Linked DNA regions of Sus scrofa: regions 1, 3 and 4 are each linked to region 2. Evidence: chromatin contacts called from public Hi-C and HiChIP or PLAC-seq data. All regions are on one chromosome and are shown on one strand. Each heading gives the region's core, a stretch centred on a gene start, on an enhancer-like site or on the middle of the called end of the contact. The rest is flanking DNA. Distances are from core to core; before and after follow the strand shown. Region 1 has its middle 54 kb from the start of ASAP2. Region 2 holds the start of ITGB1BP1 (integrin beta-1-binding protein 1). Region 3 holds the start of YWHAQ (14-3-3 protein theta). Region 4 holds the start of ASAP2 (arf-GAP with SH3 domain, ANK repeat and PH domain-containing protein 2).

Region 1 (3,006 bases), core at 386-2,885, 230 kb after region 2:
CTGGGGCTGCAGGCTGGAGACAGGCCTGGGAGGGCGTCAGGACCTCCGCCTCAAGTTCCTGGGGTGGGCTGGGGGGGGGTAGGAACCAGTGGAGCAGGCGTGGGAAGGTGGGGGGGGAGTGGGGTCCCTGGGCAGTGCTAGTCTGAGGAAGGGGAGCGCTGTGCGCTGGGGAAGGACACACAGGCCTGGAGCACAGACGTGTGGACTGGACCCTGTGTTTTTTGGTTTGTGTTTTTTGTTTGGTTTTTTTAACATTTAACTTTTCAAATAATTAGATTCACAGGAAGTTGTAAAAAAAAAATATGTACAATTAGGCCTTCATCCAGTTCCACTCAGTGGTCCTATCTCGTATCAAATCCAGGAGCTGCCCCCCTGAGCCTGCTCAGCCCTCCCCGGTTTAATACCGTGTGTGGACAGTTCTGTGCAATTCTATGATGCGTGCAGAGTTGTGTACCCAGCACCCCCGAGCATGTGTGTGTTCTCATTGATTTCATGTCTGTGTTCGCAGTGGCTCTCAGGGGCATCTTTGACAGACACACCTCAGGAATCTCACCCACGTCCGCACTGACAGACACCGAAGGCCATGGGCTTGGAGGAGACGCTGCCGCGCGGGGAGGGAGGAGGTAGGAGCCGAATACCAGCTGGAGGAAGAGGCTTGGCTCTGGCTCCTGGGAGAGGCCTCCTGAAAGAGAAATTCCTGGGAGAGGAAGAGGCCCCGGCTCCCCTCGAGGGCACCACGTGGCCGGCAGCCACCTGCTCTTGTCTTAGCCCTCGGCTCCCCAGCTTTCCAGACCTGCTTCTTCATCCCCAAATCATCAGCCCACGTGGTGGTCCCCCTGCGATGCTCTCCAGAAGCAATTTGCCTCTGGAATGTTCTGTGGAACCGGGTGTACCATATTTGGGCTTTTGGAAAAATGTCAGCCTGTTTGATACTATGTCAACAGCAGCCAATACTGTAACCAAGGCTGAGGGGACCTGGATGTCACTGTGGGGAGGCTAGACACCGGGGTCACATTCACCCTCGCACTCAGCTGTTTGGGGTTAGATGCCACCGGCTTGGCGCTTTTTCCAGTAAGAAGCCCAGCCCCGGCTGAGTCTCCTGAAAGCTTTAGCAAGCCAACTCCTACTTAAGGAAGGAGGATATTTTTTCCCCAGGGAGGAGGGAGGTGCCAGTATCAATTTCATGGTCTCCCTATATTTTTATTCTGTCATTTGCACGTTAATTTTTCCAGCCATGAAGTCTGAATTTTGCAGATTCAGCTCATCACAGCCTCAGACACACGCCCAACGGAACGCTCCCGATGGCGCTGCGCGGCGGGGCCTGAGTGGTGCAGTGGCGCCATCTCCTGGTTCGTTTGAGTTCTGCACCCTGAGGAAGATAAATGCTGATCCATCACCTTCCACCGGTACACAGTTCAGCCAACCTCAGAGGCTCCCAGCTCTGGGCAAGTCCAGTGTGAGGGAAGGCGGTGTGGACCTGGGAGATATGGGCCAACGTTTATGGTCCCTACTGTTGGTGTATCGGGAGATAGTCTAGCTGGGACCGGGGAGAATGGACCCAGTCCCTGTCAACAGAGAGCTTACAGGCGGGCACGTCCAGAGCCAAGACAATGATGACAAGTGCTGGAGATGCCGGGAGGCACAGTTCTGGCTCTGCCCCTGCCAGCTGTGGGGCCTTAAGCCACTTAAGCTCTTTGAGACTCAGCTTTTTTGTATGTAAACAGGAAAACGAGGCTAATGATTAGTTCCTGGTGTGGTTGTTTTAAAGACACACTTAAGGTGACATGTAAGGTACATAACAGAGGTTCATGAAAAGGGAGATAATTATACTTCTTATGGATGAAATAGCTGCTCAAAGAAGGGAGTACTGGGAAGTGGGGGTCACGACGTGAAGACACGTTTCAGCTGTGCTTTGAAAGATGCGTGGGAGTTTTCCGATCAGACACAGGGGGAAGGCTTTCTATGTGGGTGAAGGGTGTGTACAGAGGCGCAGTAAGAGGAAGTGCCGTGGTGCATTTGGGAAACGGCACATACTTTGGTTTGAGCTCAGCCCAAGGGGGAGAGCAGGTGGAAGCGAAAGTGGGCAGGTCAGCCCCATCAGAACCTCTGGAGTGGGTTGTGAAAATCTCTTTTCATGAAATGATTCCCTGGGGATTCTGAGGCAGCCTGCCAAAGGTCCAATATCTGAAAGCCGGCACTGTACCAAGCAGTCTACATAATTCTCTCTCATCTGCACCACAACCTGACAAAGTGGACATTATACGCAGCAGAAGGCTGAGGCTCAGAGGGGTTAAGCGACTTGCCCAAGATCACACAGTGAACGTGAGCTGAGATTCAATCCCTGCTCATTTTGACTCCAAATCCCATATATGCCCAGAGTGCTCAGGAAAAGCAGAGTGCACACTCTTCAGGGCTGGGCTGACACAGGGGCTGGGGTCCTGTCTTTCTGAGGTCTGTGCTGTCAGGATTTGAGAGCAGTCAGCTTCTGCTCCAGGGAGCCCCATTCTGCAGACCAGATTCTTATGCTGGGTGCATGCAGTTAGATTTTCCTGGTTAAATTCCTACTGGAAGGAATAGAGCCCTGCTTTTTCTTCTCTGGAATTTGCCAGAGATCGTTTTGTGAGTGCACAGGGAAAGTTTTTTAAAAAATGCAAAACAATCTTAAACTTACAGAAAGGCTTCAGCTCAAATGACACATTTTCGTTTGAGTGTAAGTTGCCATGATGCTCCATCACCCGCAAATATCTCAGCATATTTCCTGCAAATAAGGACTTCCTCCTATCCGGCCATAATGCAGCCGCCGCTCCCAACAGACGCTGGATGCGATGCTTTGGTCGCTGGCATTCACGTCCCGTCAGCCATCCCGGGGATGGCTTTGTCGTAAAAGGATCTGGTTCAGGTTCACGTTGGCATTTGGTGGTGGGCCTCCTTGGTCTCTGACAACCTGGAGCCATCCCTCAGCCTTGGCACTTGGATGATTAAGGGCCAGTTTGTCCACAGACTGTC
Region 2 (2,794 bases), core at 1-2,500:
CAATGCTCTGCTCTTACTCCAAACTCTCTCTCCAGGACCTGTCATTTGGCAATTCTCTCCAAAAGGGTGAATTCAGTGAACTCAGCACTCTTACCACATCCCTACTGCCTAGTGTGGTGCTTGGCACGGACTCAGTGTTTGCTGAACACAGGAAGAGAGGACGGGGGTGAACTGAGCAGTGGCTAACTTGTGTTATGTCCCCAGTAGGTGCTCAATGAGTCTGTATCAAATCAATGTATAAAGGAAATACTTTCTAGCTTCTGAAAAAGAGCACACAGGTGCATGTGGTGCTAACTCATATCTAACAATAAACGTCTGTTTGTGGATTCAAACTGCTGACTTATAGGATAAGTTCTCCACATTTATAGTTCCCTTTCTGAGCAGCATTCCAGACCTATAATGTGCTTCTCTAACAGGCCATTTCCAACGAAAGGACAATCAGGGGCTGAGATTTCGTCCTTAACATCTCTGCTTTTTCTCCGTTCCAACTTTTTGCCTCCCCCACTCTCCGAGAATGGAACTCGTAGCAAGGCCCTAGTTTATTCCTTCTTTTACATCTTGGCAAATATTAAGTCCTGGAGCGTGCACTGCTACAGCCGTATCCAGGTCCTCGTCTCATCCGGCCGTCCTCGGCATCACGGGTTCCCTTAGAGCTTGCCACTCCTGGACGTCTAGGGAAGCGCCCAGCGGCCCCAGAGGCATTTCCCCCCCTCCCCAAATTTAACATACTCTGCTCCCCTGAGCCTCACGAGAAAGCAAACTCCCATTCAACCCAGCAGGCCCCTTCCGATCGGCAGTTCTCCAAACCCCTTCAGCCGGAGAGGCTCGGCCGGCAACTGCGGACTAAGGGCAGCCTGCGGAGGCAGGCTGGCGTGGGGGGCGACTGGCGAGGCCAACCATCCGGCCCTCCTCGCCCCACAGCCCCGCGGCTGCATTGCCCCTCTCTCGGGTCCCTTACAGGGGTCGGATCAGCAGCTGGTCACTCTCCTCTGCAGGAATCGCAGACATCTCAGAAGTGTGGAGGCGACGCCAGGAAGAGGAACAGGTCGCGGGAGTCTATCTAAATTGGAAGCCAGAAGGAACCAAAGAAGGAAGAACCTCATTCACCGAGGCCACAACTTCCGGGACCCCGGGAGCCGCGACCGTAGGCTCCTCCCTTCGACTTCCGGTCGGAGACCCGGACTCGCGAGGTTCCTCCCCACCCCGGGCCCGGGAACCTGGGGCCGGGCAGAACTGCGCCTGCGCGAGCCTTCGGAGGCGGGGCCTGGAGGGCGGGGCCAGGGGTCCGGAAGAGCCGGCGCTGGAATCGGAACGGAGGTGGCTGCTGTGGCGCCGGCTCCCCCGGGAGTGGGTGTCTGACCCCGACCGCAGGCGGCGGTGAGGTAAGATCCCGGTCCTCGCCGCGCTCTGGCGAGCCTGGCCGGGAACGCGGGCCCCGAGGGCGGTGCCGGCGGGGAGGCAGATGGGTGGGGTCGCGGTCTCTCCTGGGACCCGCCTTCCCCGGGGTCGGTGTTCTAGGCCCCGAGGCGGCGCGGGAGCCGCGGCAGGAGCTGAGGGGCGAGCCCGGGCCTGCGGAGAAGGCAGTGCCTGGTGCCTGATATCTGTCTTGGGCGGGACCGCCGCTCCGGTGACGACGGATGTGGTCTGTGGATGGGTCCTGTCGGAAAGGGGGACGGGGTGGGAGCATCCCCGGGGCTGCTCCCGGTGTCAGGCTCTGGTTTCAGACGTGGTGAAGAGTGCTCACTTTTTGTGCGGGCTCCTGTTGGTGTCTCCCCCCGTTGGGGCTTCAGCCCTTTTTCCGAACCACCGCCCGGGGCCGGCGTTGGTCTGTTTTGTTTACTGTTGTCCTGCGCATCAGCACGTGGCAAGCGCTCACAACAGTGAGGAAGGAGTACGTGGGGAAGCAGGAGGGGGTCTAGAAAGAGTTTTGAAGCCACCTCTACCAAGGTTCCAAACTTAGCCTTACCCGTTATTAGTGGCCATGGGCGCACTTTGAGCTTTAGCTGCCTCATTTGAAAGAGGCTGTCATACTGCAGCCTTGCTGGTCCGTGGAGAGGCTCAGAGGATATAGCACCCAGCACTGGACAGGGCACCATAGGCACTTAGTGTGGGAGTTGTCATCTGAGTGACAAGATGCTCTCCGGTTTATTAAGCTTGTCCCCTGCCAGGCTGTGCCAGGCATTGGGTATTCAGAGATGAAGGACCTAGCGTTTGAGGAGCTCACAGTTCAGAGTGAGATAGTTACAAGTAGACAATAACCGACTCATGCTAAGATTGAGATATCTAAGGAGTTCCCGTTGTGGCGCAGCGGAAATGAATCCGAGTGGGAACTGTGAGGTTGTCAGTTTGATCCCTGGCCTCGCTCAGTGGGTTAAGGATCCGGTGTTGCTGTGAGCTGTGGCGTAGGTTGCAGATGCAGCTCGGATCTAGTGTTGCTGTGGCTGTGGCGTAGGCCAATGGCTACAGCTCCAATTAGACTCCTAGCCTGGGAACCTCCATATGCTGCAGGTTTGGCCCTAAAAGGACAAAAAGACCAAAGAAAAAAAAATTGGGATATCTAAGCGCCCATCCCTTAGCCCAACCTGGAGGTCCCAGGGAGCCTTTCTAGAGGAGAAGAAGCCTGAATTGAGTCTTTTTTTTTTTTTTTTTTTTTTTTTTGCTGCACTCACAGCATATGGAAATTCCTGGGCCAGGGATCACACCCAAGCCAAAGCCTCCACCTATTGCACAGCTACCGCAATGCCGGCTCCTTACCCCAGTGCAGTGGGAACTCCCTGAACTGAGTCTTGGAAAG
Region 3 (3,098 bases), core at 599-3,098, 170 kb before region 2:
TAAATATTTGATGATTGAATGAAAGCAGAAATTTTAGAGACTGAGTTACCGAGTGCAGCAAAAACTTGCCCAAGGTCACCTGAGGAGATGGCAGTACAGCTCAGACTTTCTGACAAAGAATCAGTGTTCTTGCCCCTACGGTCCCTCCGGCCACAGAAGCTTAGTCCCCTGACAGTCCTGCTCAAGGGTCTCCAACCCCCGTGCACGTCCACTGCCTTCTCTTGCCTGGGCTGTCTCTCCTTTCAGTAAGCTTGAAATTCACCGGTCATACAGAAAGCATTTTATCTGCCCTTCCACATACAAATTCTTTCCACTGGGATTTCTTGGTGTTCGGCTCCACCCCAGCCCACACGGCCATAAACACTCATCCGTCTACAGCCCAGCCCCGGGGATCCAGCCCCGGGGATTCCAGAAATAACAGCAGGGCTCTCCACTAAAATGCTGAAACATAGTAAGGTATTTCTGCTTTAAGACACACACAAGCTCTTTCCAGCCCAGGCCTCTCCTGTCGGTCAAAGCACAAAGCAACCTTTGCGAGTCAGGACTGGGAGGGGCAGCTGGGAGGGAGTTTAGATTTCTGGAAAGTCCAAACCTTCTCCGGCCATCTGTTGGCCCTCAGATCTTCCATTCTAGAGTCTTCAAGTCTGTTCCAGGCTCTACTTGGAATCTGAAATTCTTTCTCAGCAGTGGCTTTCTTCACTTTCAATGATCCATTTTCCCTGTGTTGGGCTGGACCTGGAATCATGGTAGCCTGAGCCCAGACACTCAGGACAGCACCTTATTCAGGGAGTGCCAGGAGAGAAGGGAGTGGCTGGAGGGGAGTGCCCAGTTTGAAGCGAAAGGAAAGGGATAGCCATGACCCTGGATAAAAGGCATTTGGGCAGATCATTCTCATGCCAGAAGGGTGTTCACAAGGAGAAAGTCAGAAGTCAACATCTAGAGAGGGAAGTTGAGCTTTGCAAGCGTCCTTTCAAAATTAATACCAGAAAATAAAAAGCATGTACATGTAAGACCACAATGATGGGAAAAATATGAATTTAGACACATGACCTGGGAATGCTGAAAAGAAATATAAAAACAGTTGGGGGAAGAGTGTGTTTCTTCAGATTATCCTTAATCATGTCATTTCCCATTTTAAAGAAAATCGCAACATCTGGCATCGCCAGAGAGACCTGTCTGGACTTTTTTTTTGGTATTTTCCAAGGGAACTTCAGGGTTTAGGTACCCGTCTGAAAATGAATTTCTCGTGTAAGACCCTTGCTTAAGCCGCTTTCTCCAGAAACGAATTCCTCTTTAATGGGGATGGGATTATATCTAATTCGCAGTCCCCATCGCAACGTCATTAAAGGCTGGGTTCTGTGTACTGAGCTTCAAACGTTTGTCACGAATAGGAAGGTGGAGGAAAGAAAGGCATTTGTGCAACAAACAGCCGATGGTATCACCCTCCCAGGCCCGACCTCACCGGGGCTCAGGAGAGCCGCAGCTGCATTAATTAGCCCACAAGATGCAATGCCCCATCTGCAGCGGTGCTGCAGCAGGAGACCCGGCCACTGCAGGAGAGGTCGTGCGAACCGCCCGCTCCCGTGCCGCACCCACGAGGGCTGGGGGTGGCGGGGAGGATGAGGGGAGTTGGTAACAGCATCGCCATGGCAACAGTGACGTCCTTTTACCCTGGATCTAATTGGAGGAAACCCCGTGGCCGAAGCCGCAGCCTGCGAGCCAACCGAACTTGCCCAAGCCGACCCACCCTCCTAGCCTCCGCTTCCCCTCCCGCCCCGCCCCCTTCGCCCCCTTCCGCGCGCTCAGTGCTCATTGGCCAGAGGCGGAGCGGGAGGCGGGACCCTAGGGGACCTCTCGGCGCGCCATTGGGCGGCGGGAGCGAGGGCAGCCGCGCGGCGGCCCGCCTCTCGGCTCCGAGGTAGGCTGAGACGGGAGGGTCCTCGGCTAAAGCCAAAAGCCGATCAAAGTGGTGGGACTCGCGCCGCGGCCGCGGAGACGTGAAGGTGAGCGCCAGGGTCGCCCCCGGCCTTCCTCGGGCCTGGCCGGGCCTGAGAGCCGGGCGGGAGGCCAGCCCCGGGGGGAGCGGCCGCTGGCCTCGACGCCGCTCTCCTCAGGGGCGGCTCCGGCGGGAAGGTGCGGGCCAACGGCCGCTTCCATCTTGGGCCGGGCGGGCGCGGGAGCGGCCCTTCCTCCTCCTCCTCCTTCTCCCGCCCGGGGCCGCCTGGGCGGGCGCCCCCCGGGCCTCCCGGGCGCCCCGTGGGGAGCGTGGGCGGGGGAGGGAAATTCAACTGGGCCGCGCGTGCGGGGACAGACAAAAGGCGCCGCGGGCGGGCGGCCGGGCGGCGGGCGCATTGTCTGACGGCGCCGCCCCCGCCCTCCTGCCCCCGCCCTCCCGCAGGCCCGCCGCACGCCTGCTCGCTGTCCGGGTCGGTGCTCGCCCTCGCTGCCCTGTCCCCGGCCCCATGGAGAAGACGGAGCTGATCCAGAAGGCGAAGCTGGCCGAGCAGGCCGAGCGCTACGACGACATGGCCACCTGCATGAAGGCCGTGACGGAGCAGGGCGCCGAGCTGTCCAACGAGGAGCGCAACCTGCTCTCGGTGGCCTACAAGAACGTGGTCGGGGGCCGCAGGTCCGCCTGGAGGGTCATCTCGAGCATCGAGCAGAAGACCGACACCTCCGACAAGAAGTTGCAGCTGATTAAGGACTATCGGGAGAAAGTGGAGTCCGAGCTGCGGTCCATCTGCACCACGGTCCTGGTGAGTGTGCGACCCTCCGGGGGCGGGAGGCCGGGCGGCGGGAGCCGGGGAGCCGTGCGTCCCGGGGCGCCGGGGCCCCTTTGTGTAAGGCCCTCCCTTGAGAATTTCACGGGGACCGAGTCGGGCCGGGCCTTTCCCGATTGTCTGCCGACGTCGAGGGTTTGAGGAGGTTATAGCCTTGGCCTGCTCGCTGTGTTATTTCAGTTCTTGAGATCCAGAAGCTGCTTCTCCCCGCCCCAGTGGTAAGTAGGTTTTTCTTAGATGCTGGGTTGCTTCCCCACCATTGTAACTTTGAAACACGCGAGTGGGTTTGTACAAGACTGAGCATCGTGTTCAAGCTTA
Region 4 (2,884 bases), core at 29-2,528, 180 kb after region 2:
CCCTGGCTTAATTGAAGGCGCTCTGGTGACCTCCCTCCCTCACGCCATCCCAGTCATCTTCTTCTAAAATACCTAGTGTGCCCCATTTTAAGAATGTAACTGGACATGCTGGCCAGGCCAGACTGAATCATCTATTCAATGCAGGCACGTGACATAAACCAGTCACCTATTATCAGCCAAGCGCTTGACCGCAATGACCCTTCCAACCACCCCCGAGAGGATGCTAGTCCCATTCGACAGGTGAGGAAAATGAAGGCAGAGGGCTGGGCTCTCAAACTCGGACCCTCGGTCACAGGCTGCTTCGACTGTCCCCAAGCTTGCTGGTTCCTAAGTGCTCTCTCCGCAGGATGTGGAGGGCTTACTAGTTTAACCCTAGACGATGACTTTGCACCTTGACCAAAATCGGGCCTTTTCCAGGCTGGTGGCGAAGGGGGGCGTCCAGGGGCGCGAGCAGGTGAGACCCGCGTCCCTGGGGGGAGGGAGGCTAGCAAAGGCCTGGGGATCGGAAGCCGGGCTCCCCGGGCTCGCGCCGGGCGCGCTGCGGGGTGGCTCAGGCCTTCCCGGCGAAGGTGAGCACACCTTTCTCGGGCAGCCAGGGTCCCCCGGATCCACCCGAGCGTCGGCCGGAGCGGGGCCCAGGGCAGCGCCCAGGAGGCGCCGGGCAGGCGCACTTGGACAAGTTGGGAGGTGGGCGCCGGGGGACCGCGGGCAGCCGACGACCCCGGCCGCGGCGGACGAGCGGACCCCGCTCACCGCCCGCGTCGACTCCCGGGCCAAAGTTGGCGGCGCGGAGGGGCGAGGGGGCCGCCGGGGCCCGAGAGGGAACCGAGGGAGGGAGGGGTCCACAAAAGGCCCGAGGTAGCCAGCCCGCCCGCCGCCGTCCCCTCCGAGCCACCTCCACGGAACAAAGGGCTTCTGTTTCGGCTGCGTCCGCCCGGCCGCGTCCGGATTCCGAGGAACAGAAACTTTTCCCGGGATGCGGGAGCGGGGGCCCGGGGCGGGGGCGGGCTGGCGGGGCGGGCGCGGCGCTACCTGCGGCCGGAGCCGCCCGGCGAGGCCCGCGCGGCGCCGCTCACCTCCTCGATGGCGGCCACGGTGTTCCGGCACTGCGCCGTGCGCGTGGTGAAGCTCGAGGCCGTGGGCGCCTTGTAGTCCTCATGGGTCTCGGCCACGAATTCCGACACGGAGATCTGGTCCGGCATCGCCTCGACGCGCGGGCGGCCGGCCGCGGGGGAGCCGCCGCCTCAGCCGCCGCGCGGGCTCCCACCCGCCGCTCGGACGCCGCCGCCGCCGCCCTCGCCGCGCCCGCAGCTCGCCCGGCCCGCGGACAAAGGGAAGCGCCGGGGCGCGGGCCGCCGCCGCCGCCGCCGCGGGAGACGCACGAGCTGCCGCAGGGCGCAGGTCGGCCGCCCGCGGGGCCGGGCGGCGGGAGCAGGGGCCGCGCGCGCAGCCCCGCGCAGCTCGGGTCCGGCCCGTCCGCCCGCCGCGCCGAGGGCTCCGCCGCCGCCGCCTGCGCTCCCGAGCGAGCCCCGAGGCGGACGCGCACAGCCGGCGGGAAGTGCCCGCCACCCAGCCGCGGGCCCCGAGCGACTCCCGCGGAGAGGGGCGGGTCCGGGCCGGGGGCGGCGGCCGGCCGGGCGCGGGGCGGGGCGGTGCTGAGGGCCGGGCCGCCAATCCGCGCGCTCGCCGCCGCCGCCGCCGCCGCCGGGAAGCTGGGGCTGCAGGAAGGAAGGAAGGAGGCGCGCGCCCCGGCCCACCGAGCCGCTCGCCCGCCCGCCGCCGCGCGCCGCATTGTCTCGGCGTTCGGGCGCCCGCCGCGCGTCGGGGTTCGGGGTCGCGCCCCGCCGGGCCCGCGGAGCAGACGGGCCCGCATCCGACCCTGAGGGGACCCGCCCCGCCCTGGCCTGGACTCCCACCCGGGCTCCCGAGCGCGTGCCCGGCGGCGGCGGCGGCGCGCGCCCCCTCCCGGGCCGAGCCCGCGTCCGCCCCTCTCGTCCCTACCCCACCCCGGGCCTGGAGCCCTTCTGGGTGTCCCCCCGAAACCGCCGGGGATACCCGTCCAGGCGCGGGCGAACGTGTGAGCAGCTCGCCCCCTGCAGGACGCTGGGCTCGGCCGGGCAGATGCCTCCCGCCAGTTTGGGGTTCGGCAGGACAGGAACGAGAAATGACCACAGTGCTCTGGGGCGCTACGTATTGCCCCCCCCGCCACCCCCCCATTGTCACAACCTGTCAGGCGGGTAAAGAGAGGGCTATTGATTTTACACGGAAGACAAGCGGTGCTCCCGAGAGTACATGATTGAATGACCCGGTAGGGGTTCAAATCCATGTCCTCCTGGGGTGGCAGTCTGGGCGCTTCCAAGTACTTACAGGACCCCTGGTTAATGTCCCAGTCGTGTCTCCTTATCTCTTCCTGACAATCCTCCGTCCTTCTTGGTTAGTTGGAAATAGCTTTGGGGTACCAGGCCAGGACCCACTGTGGGAAGATAATAACCCTGAAGTGATACCCTGAAGGAAGTGGAGGGTACCCAGGCAGTGTGTGAGAGAAGCAGCAAGAACGTGCAGCAGAAGGGGGCAAAGCTCATCCATCCATAACTGATCCGGTAAAGAGTTTGCATCAGCACAGATTTTCATTGCACAGCTCTTAAGGAAACTCTCCCGGTTGTTTTTTAAAAATCTAGAAGCTCTGAAGACACTGGTCAAATAAAATCACACCCCATAACTCTACACCAGGCATGTGGCATGGTGTCTGTGGCTGCCAGCAATAAAACCAAGAGAAACTTTACAAAAAGCTTTTGTGCATCTGAATAGGAGGAAGTGTGAGAGACACTGGAAATTCAATATGTCAGACAAAGCAGTCGCCTGACGCTACAGGACAGTGGTGCAA

The links. Hi-C and Micro-C count contacts between places; a contact is called where the count stands out from the background. HiChIP or PLAC-seq counts read pairs in DNA pulled down with a chosen protein or histone mark.
Region 1: a contact with region 2 is called in an H3K27ac HiChIP or PLAC-seq map of alveolar macrophages. The contact joins the enhancer-like site here to the promoter of ITGB1BP1 in region 2. A contact is called at or near these places in 1 of 5 promoter capture datasets (liver), 10 of 47 Hi-C or Micro-C datasets (alveolar macrophages, embryonic fibroblasts, heart right ventricle and 5 more) and 1 of 2 datasets of contacts at active chromatin or transcription factors (alveolar macrophages).
Region 3: a contact with region 2 is called in an H3K27ac HiChIP or PLAC-seq map of alveolar macrophages. The contact joins the promoter of YWHAQ here to the promoter of ITGB1BP1 in region 2. A contact is called at or near these places in 1 of 5 promoter capture datasets (liver) and 1 of 2 datasets of contacts at active chromatin or transcription factors (alveolar macrophages).
Region 4: a contact with region 2 is called in a Hi-C map of embryonic fibroblasts, with 1.9 times the contacts expected there. The contact joins the promoter of ASAP2 here to the promoter of ITGB1BP1 in region 2. A contact is called at or near these places in 1 of 5 promoter capture datasets (liver) and 3 of 47 Hi-C or Micro-C datasets (embryonic fibroblasts, heart right ventricle and retroperitoneal adipose tissue).

Annotation. Positions count from the first base shown.
Region 1 is chr3:127,135,931-127,138,936 of Sscrofa11.1, forward strand. No RefSeq gene overlaps it. Among named protein-coding and RNA genes, the nearest start is that of ASAP2, 54 kb to the left of the region's middle. Within about 2 kb of position 1,636, at least 10 of the 83 cell types and tissues checked have an H3K27ac peak or open chromatin away from gene starts, as enhancers often do. A contact at or near this core is called in alveolar macrophages, where this site is marked.
Region 2 is chr3:126,904,529-126,907,322 of Sscrofa11.1, forward strand. ITGB1BP1 (integrin beta-1-binding protein 1) reads left to right here and starts at 1,251. Exons shown (of 7, transcript XM_005662751.3): 1 at 1,251-1,382. It overlaps CPSF3 (cleavage and polyadenylation specificity factor subunit 3), which reads right to left and starts at 1,171. Exons shown (of 19, transcript XM_013996349.2): 1 at 959-1,171.
Region 3 is chr3:126,736,947-126,740,044 of Sscrofa11.1, forward strand. It overlaps YWHAQ (14-3-3 protein theta), which reads left to right and starts at 1,849. Exons shown (of 6, transcript XM_021087862.1): 1 at 1,849-2,003; 2 at 2,399-2,756. The coding sequence starts at 2,463.
Region 4 is chr3:127,081,669-127,084,552 of Sscrofa11.1, forward strand. It overlaps ASAP2 (arf-GAP with SH3 domain, ANK repeat and PH domain-containing protein 2), which reads right to left and starts at 1,279. Exons shown (of 28, transcript XM_021087867.1): 1 at 1,077-1,279. The coding sequence starts at 1,202.